Regions from separate parts of the Canis lupus genome. Here region 1 is linked to region 2. The links are chromatin contacts, called in public Hi-C maps. All regions are on one chromosome and are shown on one strand. The core of a region is the stretch at or near the end of the contact, and the rest is flanking DNA. Distances in the headings are between cores, read along the strand shown.

The links. A called contact is a pair of places that touch in the nucleus more often than the background predicts.
Region 1: a contact with region 2 is called in a Hi-C map of liver, with 4 times the contacts expected there. The contact joins the promoter of SPG21 here to the promoter of PIF1 in region 2. A contact is called at or near these places in 4 of 9 Hi-C or Micro-C datasets (amygdala, blood, liver and 1 more).

The regions. Positions count from the first base shown.
Region 1 is chr30:29,798,051-29,805,179 of UU_Cfam_GSD_1.0, reverse strand. It overlaps SPG21 (maspardin), which reads left to right and starts at 4,201. Exons shown (of 10, transcript XM_038580715.1): 1 at 4,201-4,351; 2 at 4,955-5,186.
Region 2 is chr30:29,656,046-29,663,063 of UU_Cfam_GSD_1.0, reverse strand. It overlaps PIF1 (ATP-dependent DNA helicase PIF1), which reads left to right and starts at 4,184. Exons shown (of 14, transcript XM_038580709.1): 1 at 4,184-4,582.

The DNA.
Region 1 (7,129 bases), core at 2,952-5,451, 140 kb before region 2:
ATGAAATGCTTAGTTGTCAGATGATTTTTTAAAATGTGTTACCTTTGCTTAGGCACTTTTATATTTAAAAAGTTAACAATGGACAAATATTAGCTTATCTAAGAAGGTAAAATATTATTCCTATAGAAAGGCATTTTTGTGTGCAGGCTGCTTTTTTTTTTCTTTTTAAAGATTTTATGTATTTATTCATCAGAGACACATATACACGGAGAGGCAGACACACAGGGGGACCTGATGTGGGACTTGATGTGGGACTTGATCTGGGACTCTAGGATCACGCTCTGGGCCGAAGGCAGGCACTAAACTGCTGAGCCACCCAGGGATCCCCCACAGGCTGCTTTTTAAAAGTTTGATTGGAAGGGAGAGGCAATGTGGGGGGGGGGGTTACCAGAAAAGAACAGCTTTGAAACAAGGCTATTGTAAAGATTCTGTGATATACCTGTCATAAACATATAGAATCTAAAATCTTAGACTTGTTAAGAATTTAGAGATAGGGACGCCTGGGTCGCTCAGTGGTTGAGCACCTGCCTTCAGCTCAGGGCATGATCTCAGTCCCGGGATCAAGTCCCACATAAGGCTCCCTGCATGGAGCCTGCTTCTCCCTCTGCCTGTGTCTCTGCTTCTCTCTGTGTGTCTCTCATGAATAAATAAATAAAATATTTTTTAATTTTTAAAAAATTTTTTAAATATTTATTTATTTATTTATGATAGACAGAGAGAGAGAGAGAGAGAGAGAGAGAGGCAGAGACACAGGAGGAGGGAGAAGCAGGCTCCATGCTGGGAGCCTGACATGGGACTTGATCCCGGGACTCCAGGATCATGCCCTGGGCCAAAGGCAGGCGCTAAACCGCTGAGCCACCCAGGGATCCCCAATAAAATATTTTTTTAAAAAAAGAACTTAGAGATCATTTAGTCTAACCTTGGACTCATTTCACAGAGAAGGAAACCACACTAGAGAGAAGAAATGTCTTGCCCAAGAATAAAACTCCAGTTTCTTAACTCCTGGATAATAATGAATTATTAATTATAAATCACAGTAGGGGTACTTGGGAGGCTCATTCAGTTGAGCATCTGCCTTGATTCATCTCAGATCATGATCTCCAGATCCTGGGATCAAGCCCTAGTCAGACTCCCTGCTCAGCAAGTAGTCTGCTTCTCTCTCTCCTCTCCTTTCCCCCATCCTGCACACACATGTGCTCTCTCTCTCTCAAATAAATACAAATCTTAGAACAAGTTCAAATAAATAAATAACTGTATATACTTGTTTGATAGGACCTTAGTTCAATACGTAGGAAACTATAGAAATAGACACACCAGCATCTGTCTCGGGCAGTTCCAGAATCCCTACTCTGTGTCTGATCCCTATAATCCAGTGAGGCATGTATCCGACACAGACTGAGTCTGGCAGTAAGGAAACAGCCTTTATTTTCAGTCTTGGGTCTCAGCATAATTTGATATATAACGCTGTAGTCAAATGTATCCTGGGCAGCTTTAAAGGATAGTATTCCGAGAACTGGTATTACTGTGAAAAACTAAGTGTTTAGTTTCTCTTTCACTTTTTCACACATCTGTGGTTTGGGGGGCGGGTAAAATAGAGGCATTTCACTCTGGTGGGTCAAGTGGAAGAGGCATTCTAAGAGGAGTAAAGAGTATATATAAACACCTAGAGGTTTGAGACCTCATAGGGTATTTGGGGCCCTTTGAGAGAGCCAGACCTGCTCTTGCCTGTGGACCTTGGACTTTAGCTTGAATAGAGGAGGGTGCTACTAAAGGAGAAGCAGGGCTTAGACCATGAATAAAGTTGATTTTAATTTATTTTTAAATCATACAATAATATATGAACACATTCTTACATAAATTCAAATGCTAAATCTAAAGCCAAAGTTCTTCACCCCCCTTCCATCCTCCAGTTTCTCCTCAGAGGTAACTGTGCATAAGAGATATATCTAGGATTATTTTGCACGTGTGCTTTAAAACAAATATTATCCTATCAAAAGATCAATTTGAAGGATAGATCTTCAGTTTGGGCAATTCTGAGAACCAGATGGCCATCTGTTTACTTTGCCTGGAGTTCAGAGAGTATTTTGTGAACATTCTAGTTTTTAACTGAGGTTCTCACACAGGGATTGGTGCTGTGGGAACCATCTGGAAGACCCCAACCATGACAGCTGCAAACCCTCACAGCCATATCCCCCAGGTCTGCCTGCACCAGGGCCTGTCCTGGGTCAAAAGTTTGCTCCCTGCAGTTGTGCAATTACAGGACAGCTGGAATTCACAGAGATTAAATGTTCCTTGTTCAGATTAGGGAATGGATAATGTGCCTGCCATGTGTTATAGGACAACTGAAGATCCAAACATGACCAAGGGGTACTTTTCTCAGGGAAAGAAAACATTCATTATTTTGGGTTTAATCTTTTACATTGTAATAAAAGTTCACATGTAACAAAACCTACATAATGAGATGGCTTTTCATTATCAACAGTCAAATTAAAAATTATCATCAAACTAACAAAATAAGGACTTTTAATATATTTAGGCATATCCATAGCTTAAATCTCACTAGGGCTGTTACTAAAGTGAGGTCTAGGAGTGTGAGGAGTAAGGAATCCAGTGTTAGGAATATGTGTGGATAGATATATTTATTCTCTCATTAATTCATTGAAGGTACATTTAGTACCTACTATGAGCCAAATCATGTGCTAACACACTGGTTGGTTACTCTGTTCCTTTTGCCCTAAATTAAAGCTCACAGACCACCTCAGGAGACAAAAATAATGAGCATCCATAACAGTCTTTACACACAACCAGTGCTTTGGCAATTATTCCATTCATTAAACTATTCCAAAGTTTTGAGGGGAAAGCCACAGGTTAAAAATCTTCTGTAGAAACATGCCCTATACACCTACCTGGTGCTCATTATAAAAGACCACTTCCTATGAGAATTCTGAAAGAAGTGACGAGTTGGGGAACAGGAGGCTAACGTGTGATTGTGTTCTTGGGGGATGCATCTGCAATTTGTTGGAGTTCTAGACTGGGACCCAACATTCACAAGCAGGAAGGCAGAGATCATGACTAAGGATTCCAATTTACTGAGATTCTCCCCTGACCTTAATCCCATAAACAGTTGCTGTTTATGCCAAAAGCTTTAGCAGGGTATAAGCTTTCCCTAAAACAGATTAGGGAGAGCCACTTTCAACAGGACCTTGTTGCAGGATCACAGAAAGACTTCAAATAAGATTTACATGTTATCCAACCTTATTATACATTCTTTCAGCAAGCTGCCAATGTTTTACTGTAACCTCTACCAAATTTTGCTTAAGAAGAATGCTTATAGGGCAGCCCGGGGGGTGGGGGTGGGGGGGCTCAGCGGTTTAGCGCCGCCTTCAGCCCAGGGAGTGACCCCGGGGGTCCTGGGATAGAGTCCCGCGTCAGGCTCCCTGCATGGAGCCTGCATCTCCCTCTGCCTGTGTTTCTGCCTCTCTCTGTCTCTCATGGATGAATGAATAAATAAAGAAGAATGCTTATAAATATATTAACATTCCCTATTCCTTTAAGGGGAAAGTGATGCAGGAGCCGGAGGCCTGGTGGGAGCTGTTCTCAAAAATCCTCCAGAAAGCGCAAGTCTGCAAAGAGCAGTGAGAGCCTTACAGGGTAAGACCACGGAGGGCGTTGTGCCAAGATGGGAAAAAAAAAAAAAAAAAAAAATCTTGCCAAGCAAAGACAGTATACAAAGTGCTGTTCACCAAAACTTGTAACCCAGGGGGGTGGTCCCCCAAAGCTTCACGTGGCGGAGAGAAAACGGTCCGCACCTGCTTCCTCCAGGAGGGCGCGAACTGAAGGCAGAGGCAGGTCCCAGGTGTCAGGCGCCCCCGTCTGCCGCTCGCACAATCTCTCCCTCGGTGCCCGCAGCGAATGGGTGACCTAGGGCTGACCCAGGGGCAATTCGCACCTCCCCCCAGCGCCCACCGCCACCCCGGGGGCGGCCGCCAGGTCCCAAGCGGCAGGATGCGCAGAGAGCGCCGAGTCTCTCTCCCGGCTCCATCCCGCCCCGTCGTCATGGTGACCGCCGGAGCCACGCAGCCCCGCCCCTTCCTCAGGACGTGGCCCCGCCTCCCCCAAACCCGGAAGCGCGAGGCTCGCGCCCACTGCGCGGCCCGTTCGGGACCCAGGCTCGCCCGCCGCGCGCCCCGCCCCTCGGAGGCCCGCCCTCCGGCTCGCCCCCGCCGACCGCGGCGCCTGCCAGGACCGAGCGCTCCGGCTGCAGGCGGCGACCCGGGCCCGCGCCCCTGCGGGAGGGGAGAGCCGCCTTGGGGAGGAGGGACAGGGACGTATGTGGAGGAGGCCACGGCGGGTGAGAGGTGGGCGAGGCCCTGGGAAGCGGGTGTGGGTGCGCGATGTGTTGAGGCTTGCAGGTGGGTGTGTGTGTAGTGTGCGCGGCTGCCTCCGTGGGTGTGACTTTGTTCGTGTGGCCCTTAGTGGGCTGGTCCATGTGACTGTGCACGTGATCGTGCGTGTGTGTCTGTCTGTCTGAGGTCGAGGTGGAGTTCACGGGGTGGTCGGTGTACCTGTGACCCTGCCTTTTGGTGGGACTGGGAGAGGGTGGGGTCTGTTTGGATCATTGGGGTGGCGGTGGGGGGCGGGGGGGGGGGCGCTTGACCAGAGCATACTGCTGTAATCCGGTCCTGGGGATATACTCCTGCAGTCCAGGAATATGTTTTTCCAACTTTTAAGAACTCTGAGCAGAAAGAAGCTAGTTATGTTAGAGAGTGCACCTCAGCCTGAAAGTGTCAAATGTCTTTGTCATCGCCAAGTGTGAGCCTTGTGAAGGGGGGCTGGGGTTGGAATGAGGAAAGTAGCAGGGCTAGAGTGTTTTGCTTTTCCTCTTCTGGCTTTCCTGGGGAGTTCTAAATTCTGCACTTATGCTGCTTCTTTGTCTCCTCGTACGATGTTGCAGCTCCTGTTAGCAGAAAGACTCCAGAGACTGAGGAGTAACTTAATAGCTGTGTGCAGATTTCCAAGAGCTTTTATCCCAAGACAGCACAAGATGAGGTGTCACAGAAGAAATGTCAAGTAGGCAGCTTTTCCTCCCATGAGATTTAGACGATAATGGAATAAGTTCCTGAAGAAGAGAGGGATAAATCTTCCCCCGAAGAGAGCTGAAAAAAGGATAGCTGTCTACTGGTGTGGTGAGTTATGGGGACTTGCATTTAAAAAGCCAATTGCATCTCCTGGAGACTCTCAGGGTTTAATACTTACTTCCGGCTGGTATTAATAATCACAGATTGTCCGTATGCAGAGCAACTACAGGTTGAGATAAAGGTTCCGAAAACCTCTGACTAGTTAAGCTGGTTATGTGACTTAAACATTTTTAGAGACAATTCCATTGATTGTAAACTGGCAGGTTCTGTTGAAACCCTGAGGGATAAGTGCATGTAATTCTAGGTGCACACTCATAATTGGCAATTTTATCGTCCAGTACCTCAAGGGCCAGAGAGAGGACTGGGTGTCCAGAACACTCCCTGAGGAGGGGTTTCTGTAGGCAAGATTAAGGCTAATTTCTGCAGCCCTTTTCCCACCAGCATGAACAGGTGCTTTTGTTTTTTGTGAAGAATTGAATCGTGAGAGATCAAATCAGCCTTGAGCTCATGATCCACATTCTTTCTTACTTAATACTGACCAGTTTGGTCACAATCTCAGTTAACCTTTTTTTGCTGTATACAGAAATGTTCTTCTTGTGACTTGGAAAAGTATACCCCTTTAGTGATTGAGAGCTAGGAGAACAAACTTCCTTTTCATACCACTCACAGCTGTTTTCCCTTTGCAGGAATGAGCTCTTTTTTTTTTTTTTTTTTTTAACTTAGACGTCAGTTGGTCAGATGCAACATTTGGTATCTATCTTACCTTTGATGTGCTGCCAAACCAGCACAAGTGTTAAAATCACTTGCCCCTACAAAAATGTAGTCACAGTTGGGTGGAATCTCTCCATCAAGTGAGATTAGTTATAAAATGTTATAATACTGGGTTGGTTGTGAATAATACCGAGGACTGTGGTAAGGAACATCTTTCTACTTATTGCTGTGGGAAGAAGTGGATGACAGTGCATGTGAGTGCCTGCGTATGATTGGTATATGTATGATAGTTGGTTTGTACATTGCAGCCGATTCCAAAACTGAATAATTTATTCCAAGTTTGGCAAATCTAGAAGCTATCTGTCTATAAGTAGCTTAGGTGTTTTATGAACCTGCTGAGTAGATTCAAATGGCTTAGATTTTTTTTAACATGTTATTATTTGTTAAGAGAAAGTGGATATGCAAAGAATGATTTTCTTGATTCCAGTATGAACTATAACTACATCTGTGCACACTGATTTCAGCATAAGACTGGCTAAATGATATCGTTGGTACTTTTTAGAACAACTTATGATTTTAACGAACTTTTCTAAAATTACCATCCCAGCCTTGAGAGAACAGACCATTATTACAATGTCAAGGTTGTAAATCAAGTTTAATAATGGATGTCTACATTTACCATCTCCTTGGGGTTTAGTTTAGTAACCCCGCAAGGTTAGAGGTAACTGTTAAGACTGCTGAGTTCCCTGTACTCCTGAGATAGCAGATGTGAGGGGCCAAAAAAGGAAGAGTTTCATTGGGTTTAGAGTCCCCAGCTCTTGGCCAGTCCAGAGAAGCCCCCTGCTCCCGTGGAGTCAGCCCAGGAGTTAAGTCCTATGGTCTTGAACACATCCTACATCTGGTTAGGAAATCCAGACTTGCCCTGGGGGTACAGGACAGGACACACAGCAAGAATTTGAATCCTTCTAAACCAGTGGGTGGAAGTTCCTCATTTGGCAATAAGAATCTGCAATGGGAACTGTAATTTCAGGTTCCTATTAGGACATAACACAGATGCCTGAGCAAAGAGGGGCAGCCTTTCAATTGAAGATGCCTAGCCAGTCCAAAGCTCTGAGGCCTGGGTCAAAAGGGACTCTAGGATTTCCCGATGCAGTCTTCTTAGGACATAGTCATCCATTTAGCCAATGAATAATGCGTGTTCTGTGCCAAACACTATTGTAGGCTCTGGAGATAGAGTGGTGAAACAGAGATGAGAAAACACATCCAGAGAGGGTAGGTGA
Region 2 (7,018 bases), core at 2,935-5,434:
GGCTCAGAGTCCCTGTCCTCTATCAGAAGAGAAAGGCATGTATGTAAACAGATGAGAAAACCATATATTAAATGTGAAGGTAAATGTACATAGGAAAAGCACCAAAATCAGGACAAAGGGGCAAGACAGGCATTGTAGGCAGAGGGGAGAGTATGAGCCATGGCAAAGAGGCATGAAACAGTAGTGTGAGTGTAGGGCAGCCAGGCTGGAGAAGTAGAGTTCAGTGTAGACAGGGCCTTGAGGGCTTTGTTGAGAGGACTATATTTTAACCTCGGAGCAATGGGAAGTCATTGAACATTTGTTTGTGGAGGTGATGGAGTCTGTTTTGCATGTACATCACTTAGTCAACAAAACTTATTGAGGGCCTTTGAAGTTGGGTGCCTTCCAATACTTTATCCTGGCATTTATCTATTCACTCAAAAGAATTTAGGGAGCCTCTGTCATCTGTTCACTGTACTAAACTCCTCACATGTATCTCATTTAAACTTCACAAAAGTGGGATGCCTGGATGGCTCAGCGGTTGGACACCTGCCTTTGGCTCAGGTCGTGGTCCCCGGATCCAGGATCGAGTCCTGCATCAGGCTCCCTGCGAGGGAGCCTATGTCTCTGCCTCTCCTCTCAATCTGTATCTCTCATGAATAAATAAAAAAAAAAAAATAGGGGATCCCTGGGTGGCGCAGCGGTTTGGCGCCTGCCTTTGGCCCAGGGCGCGATCCTGGAGACCCGGGATCGAGTCCCACATTGGGCTCCCGGTGCATGGAGCCTGCTTCTCCCTCTGCCTGTGTCTCTGCCTCTCTCTCTCTCTCTCTCTCTCTCTGTGACTATCATAAATAAATAAAAATTAAAAATAAATAAATAAATAAATAAAATAAAATAATAAAAAACTTCACAAAAGTGGATAAATGACCCATGAGATAGATACTATTGTTATCTTCATTGAACAGATCTTGAATCTGAGGCTTAGACCTGTTTCAGGTCCCTTGATTGGTGAGAGGTAGTGGAAGGAATCAAACCTCACCTGACTCCAGAGGCTGTGCTCTCTACTAAATATTTTGGCAGCATTGTATGAGTAGGCACACAGGATCCAGGCCCTGCCTTGGAGGGCTGCAGAGCCAGTAGGAAGGCGGACAAGTCTTTAGAAGGGCTCTGATGAGTGTACAGCGTGTGGTGAGAGCTCCTCACAAGAAGGGCTGGAGTGACTGAGTTGTATTCCATTAGGATGGACATCTCACAAAAGCAGAACTGATAGAACAGCGTGACTTGCTAGGGGAACTGTAGGCACATTTGTGCAGTCGTGTGTAGCAGGGGTGGGTGGGGAGGCAGGAGAGGCTCAGAAAGGTACTACCGAGGAGCCCGCAGAAGCTAGAGCACTATGGACCTTGAATGCTGACCTCAGGTATGTAAAATTCTTCCTGCAAGTAGCAGGGGGCCATTGAAGCATCAAAGCAGGGTGGACACGATTTTTATTTTAAAACCTCATTTTCATGACTGCTGTGTGAAGAATGGTGACAAGAGCACTAGAGACGGGTCAGCCCCCTGGGTGGGAAGTTGTTACAGAAAATCTAGGTTGGAGGTGATGGAGCCTGAACCAGGCCAGTGGTTATGAGGATTGTAGGGGCAGATATAGATTCAAGAGACAGTAAGGGTGGGATGGGAGAAGGGGGGTTGGGGAAAGTAGTTAAAAGGTACAAACTTCCAGCTATATGGTAAATAAGTACTAGCATATAATGTACAACAATGATAACTATAGTTAGTACCTCTGTTATGGTATATAGAGAAGATATTAAGAGAGTAGAGTTCTCATCACAGGGAGAAATTTGTTTTCTTTTGTTTTTATTGGGTCTATATGAGATGGTGGATTTTTTTTTTATATAGTGTTTCTTTCTTTTTTTTTTTTTTTTTATGATAGTCACACAGAGAGAGAGAGAGAGGCAGAGACATAGGCAGAGGGAGAAGCAGGCTCCATGCACCAGGAGCCCGACGTGGGATTCAATCCCGGGTCTCCAGGATCAGGCCCTGGGCCAAAGGCAGGCACTGAACCGCTGTGCCACCCAGGGATCCCGAGATGGTGGATGTTAATTAAACCTACGGTGGTAATTATTTCACAATATATGCAAATACATGGATATTTCAGCTGAGACCTGAAAGATGAGACAGAGCCACAAAAAGAGTGAGGTGGAAAGCATTTCTTTTTTTTTCTCCCCCTTTAAAACAGCTATTTTTATTTGCCTATTTTTTTAAAATTTTTTAATCTATTTATTACACAGAGACAGAGAGAGAGAGGCAGAGACAGAGGCAGAGGGTGAAGCAGGCTCCATGGAGAGAGCTCGATGTGGGACTCGATCCTGGGTCCCCAGGATCATACCCCAGGCTGAAGGCAGACGCTAAACCGCTGAGCCAACCGGGCTGCCCTATTTACCTATTTTAAAGTAAACTCTACCCCCAACTTCAGGATCAAACTCACCACCCCTAGATCAAGAGACGCATGCTCTCCAGACTGAGCCAACCAGGCGTCCTGGGGGAAGGTATTTCATGCAGAGGAAAATACTAGTGCAAAGACCTGGGCATAGAAATGGGCTTATGAGTGTTCAAGGAGCACCAAGGAGGCTAGTGTGACAGACACGGTGAGTAAGAAAGAAAGTGGTAGACTTAAATTCATAGTGGAAGGAAGGGAGGTCTCAGGCTGTGATAAGGACCACAGATTTTATTCCAAGAGGAATTGCCTAGAGAGGCATCCAGGGCTTAAAAGTAGCAAAATGTGTTTATATGTTTGAAGAGATCCCATCTGCTGCTATTTGGAGAAAGGATTGACTTGTGGGGGATTAGAGTGGAAGCTAGGAAGCCAATGACATTGGGAGACTTACTGCTGGAATCCAGGGAGAGAAGACATGCTGCTAGCTCTAGGGTGTGGAGTGGGGATGGAGGGAATAGATTCAAAATACATTTTAGAGGGCAGCCTGGGTGGCTCAGTGGGTTTAGTGCCTGCCTTCAGCCCAGGGCATGATCCTGGAGACCAGGGATCTAATCCCACATAGGGCTCCCTGCATGGAGCCTACTTCTCCCTCTGTCTTTGTCTCTGCCTCTCTGTTTCTCGCGAATAAGTAAAAAAAATCTTTAAAAACAACAACAACAAAAAGGACCCCGATACATTTTAGAGGGAGAAACAACAAATTTCAATGGTGGATTAGATGTGGTAAGTAAAGAAGGAAACAAGAATATGATGTGGGTTTTTAACTTGAGCGAAAAAAGATGGTGCATTTACTGAGACGAAGACAGGAGAAAAACAGGTTTATATGGTGCTGGGGAAGGAGATTAAAAGCTGTTCTGGAGAAAATGAGTTTGACATGCCAGCTAGGCATCTGTGTGGTGATAGCAGGAGGACAAATGGAGACAGAGTCTGGAGTTCAGGGGAGAACAGCTGGCTAGAGATATAATATTGGGAATCAGCATGCAGCTGATAATCAAGCCATGGGATTGGAAAAGATAGGAGGGAAAAAAAGTCCTCCCACCTTGAGAGGTCTGGGTGGGGAAAAGGAGTTAGCAAAGGAGACCTAGATGAAGCAGCCAATAAATATAAATAGCCAGTAAACAAGGGGAGTGTGTTGTGGAAAGAGAAGGGAGGATTTCAAGGAGGGAGGGTCACCTGCACCAGAGGTCCAACGAAATGAGTGTCAACTACCCGGTGATGAAGCCTTCCCAGGTGACACCCTTTCAGCATCTCTCCGACACTGTCCCTGTAAGCTTAGGGCTGTAAAGTCTCTTTTAAATATCAGAGGAGATGACGGAGGAGAACGCAGTCTGTAAACCGCCCAGTCCTGTGCTATCAATGTCACTGTTGATTTTTATTAATGAGGCGACCAAAACTGAGGCCTCCTGTGAAAGAGAGCGCATGAGACGTCTGCAAAGAGTTCTTGAGGAAATTTCATAAAGACGAAAACTCGTTCTTCCGGAGAGTTTGCGTTAAATTAAAACCAGGGTTGGGGTTAGGCGAGAGACCCGGGAGCAGCGCTGCGCTGCTTTTCGGGATCGCTCCGGCTCCCGCAGCAGGGAGCCCAGCGCGGGGGGCGCCGACGCCCCGGCTGCCAAAGGCGGGGGGCGGGGGAGGGGAGGAAGTCCGGCCCTCGACGCGAAATCCCCTGGCTCCGCCCCCTCCCCACGGACCAATCAGGATCCGACTGACCGGCCCGCGGCGCCCGGGACGGGGAGGGGGCGGGGCCTGAGCTCCGTTCATCAGCTGCTAAGCTGCCTCCCAGTGACTCGTTCGATTCCTTTCCCTACAAGGACTCGTCGTTGCTACTCCTACAACCTCACCACTTGGGAAGAACCTCTGGCAGTTTCATAACTAAATGTACACCTATTCGATGACCCAGCATTCTTCTAAAGATTTATTTATTTTAGAGAGAGAGCGCGCAAGGGCGAGGGGCAGAGGGAGAGGAAGAGAGAAACTTAAGCAGATTCGTGCTGAGCATGGGGCCAGGCTTGGGGCTCCATCCCACCACCCTGAGATCACGACCTGAGCGGGAACCGAGAGTCCGAGCCTTGACTGTGCCACCCCTCGATGACCCAGTAATTTCTCACTGAGGTATTTATTTTTTAAAAAAATTAAAGCATAGGGGCATTTGGGTGGCTCAGTTGGTTAAGCCTCTGCCTTCAGGTCAGGTCATGATCCCAGGGTCCTGAGATCGAGTCCTATGTCCAGCTCCCTGCTCAGCTGGGAGCTTGCCCCCCCCCCCGCCCCCCGCTAATCCCTCTGCTCGTGTGCTTGCTCTTCTAAATAATTCTTTTTTAAAATTAAAGGGTAGTCCGGGTGGCTCAGCGGTTTAGTGTTGCCTTCAGCCCAGAGCATGATCCTGGAGACCGGGGATCGAGTCCCACATCAGGCTCCCTGCATGGAGCCTGCTTCTCCCTCTGCCTGTGTCTCTGACCCCCCCGCCCCCGCCCCACTCTGTCTCATGAATAAATAAATGTTTTTTTTAAAAAAGATAAGCATAAAAAAGAAAAGCATAGGGGCAACTGACTGGATCAGTTGGTTTAAGCATCTGACTTTGGCTCAGGTCATGATCTCAGGGTCTGGGATTGAACCCCACATCAGGTTCCCCAGAGTGGGAGTCTGCTTATCCCTCTCTTTTTGCCCCTCCCCCACTCTCATCCTCTCTAATAAATAAAAAAAAAAAACGTTTAAAAATAAATACATAGATAAGCATAGGGGTGCCTGGCTGGCTCAGTCCGTAGAGCATGAAATTCTTGACCTCAGGGTCATGAGTTCAGGCCCCATATTTGGGCATGGAGCCTATTTAAGGGGGAAAAAAGCATAAACTAATTAATGTTAGTTAACAATTAATGTTGAAATGTTTATTTTTTTTTAAAGATTTTATTTTTTTAATTCTTATTTATTTATGATAGTCACAGAGAGAGAGAGAGAGAGAGAGAGGCAGAGACATAGGCAGAGGGAGAAGCAGGCTCCATGCACCAGGAGCCCGACGTGGGATTCGATCCCGGGTCTCCAGGATCGCGCCCTAGGCCAAAGGCAGGCGCCAAACCGCTGCGCCACCCAGGGATCCCTGTTGAAATGTTTAGATGTGAAGTGTCCTGTTGTCTGCAACTTTAGAATGCATTAGCAGATGGATTCATGAATGTTGAGATGGACAGATGACTAGACATGTGATGAATACAACAAAATACTAATTGTAGAATCTTGGTGTTGGGCATATGGGTGTTCACTGCAAAATTCCTTCAACCTTTCTGTATATGTTGGAATATTTTCAGAATAAAATGTTGGGGTTACCAAGGGCTGCAAGGAGAAAGAATGGGAAGATATTGTCTAATGAGGACAAATACACTGGGATGATGAACATTTTCTGGAAATAGTGATGATTGTTATGCAACATTTGAAAGTACTTAATGGCAATGAGTTATACACTTAAAAATAGTTAAAATGGCAAATTATATGTTACATATATTGAATTTTTTTTTAAGTTTGAAAGTCAAAAGAAAAAAAATGTTGGTGAAAAAATCCATGTGGAAGTGTCCGTGCCTTCTCCGGGGGCAGTCTGGGGTACTCCACAGAGGGAAAGGGGAAGGCAGCAGGCTGTTTGTCACGGTGCTGGGCCCATTATAAGCAAAAGGTAGTGGGAAGAGAGAACCGAGGGTCTTTGGAAACAGGCCTGGGTTCATAATCCCAGTTCTTTTACTTTCTGGCTGTGTGACTGTACTAGTTTCTTGGTGCTATTGCTGCTCTAACAAATTACCACAAATTCTATGGCTTGATTCATGGCTCTTTTCCTTCAATCATCAAAGCCAGCAGTAACATCTTCAAATCTTTCTGTTTCTCACACACACACCTCTGCTTTTTTTTTTTTAAGTTCGTGGGTTTTTTTTTTTTTTTTTTTTAAGATTTTATTTCTTTATTCATGAGAAAAACACACAGAGAGAGGCAGAGATACAGGCAGAGGGAGAATCAGGCTCCCTGCAGGAAGCCCGATGCAGGACTCCATCCCAGAGCTCCAGGATCACGCCCTGAGCCAAAGGCAGATGCTCAACCACTGAGCCACCCAGGCATCCCATACCTCTGCTTCTTTATCACATCTCCTTTGCTGGCTCTCCTGCCTCCCTTTCCTTTATAGGAACCCTTGTGATTCCACTGGGCCCACCCAAACAATCCAGGATAATCTTTCCACCTCAAGATCCTTAATTTATCACATCTGCAAAATCACTTTTGCCACGCAAGGTAACATATTAGTAAATTCTGGGGATTACGAGGGTTAGGGACATCTTAGGGGGACCATTATTCTGCCTGCCACAGTGATGTTGAAAATTTCCCTATGCTACTGGGTATTCATATGCCAAGACAGCACCGAAGAAGAACAGTATTTCTCCTGATTTTTTTCATAAGTTTTATTGAGATACATTTTTAAATTTTTTTTTTTAATTCACTTGACAGAGAAAGAGCGCACAAGCAGGGGGAGCAGCAGGAAGAGGGAGAAGCAGGCTCCCCACTGAGCAGGGAGCCCAATGCATG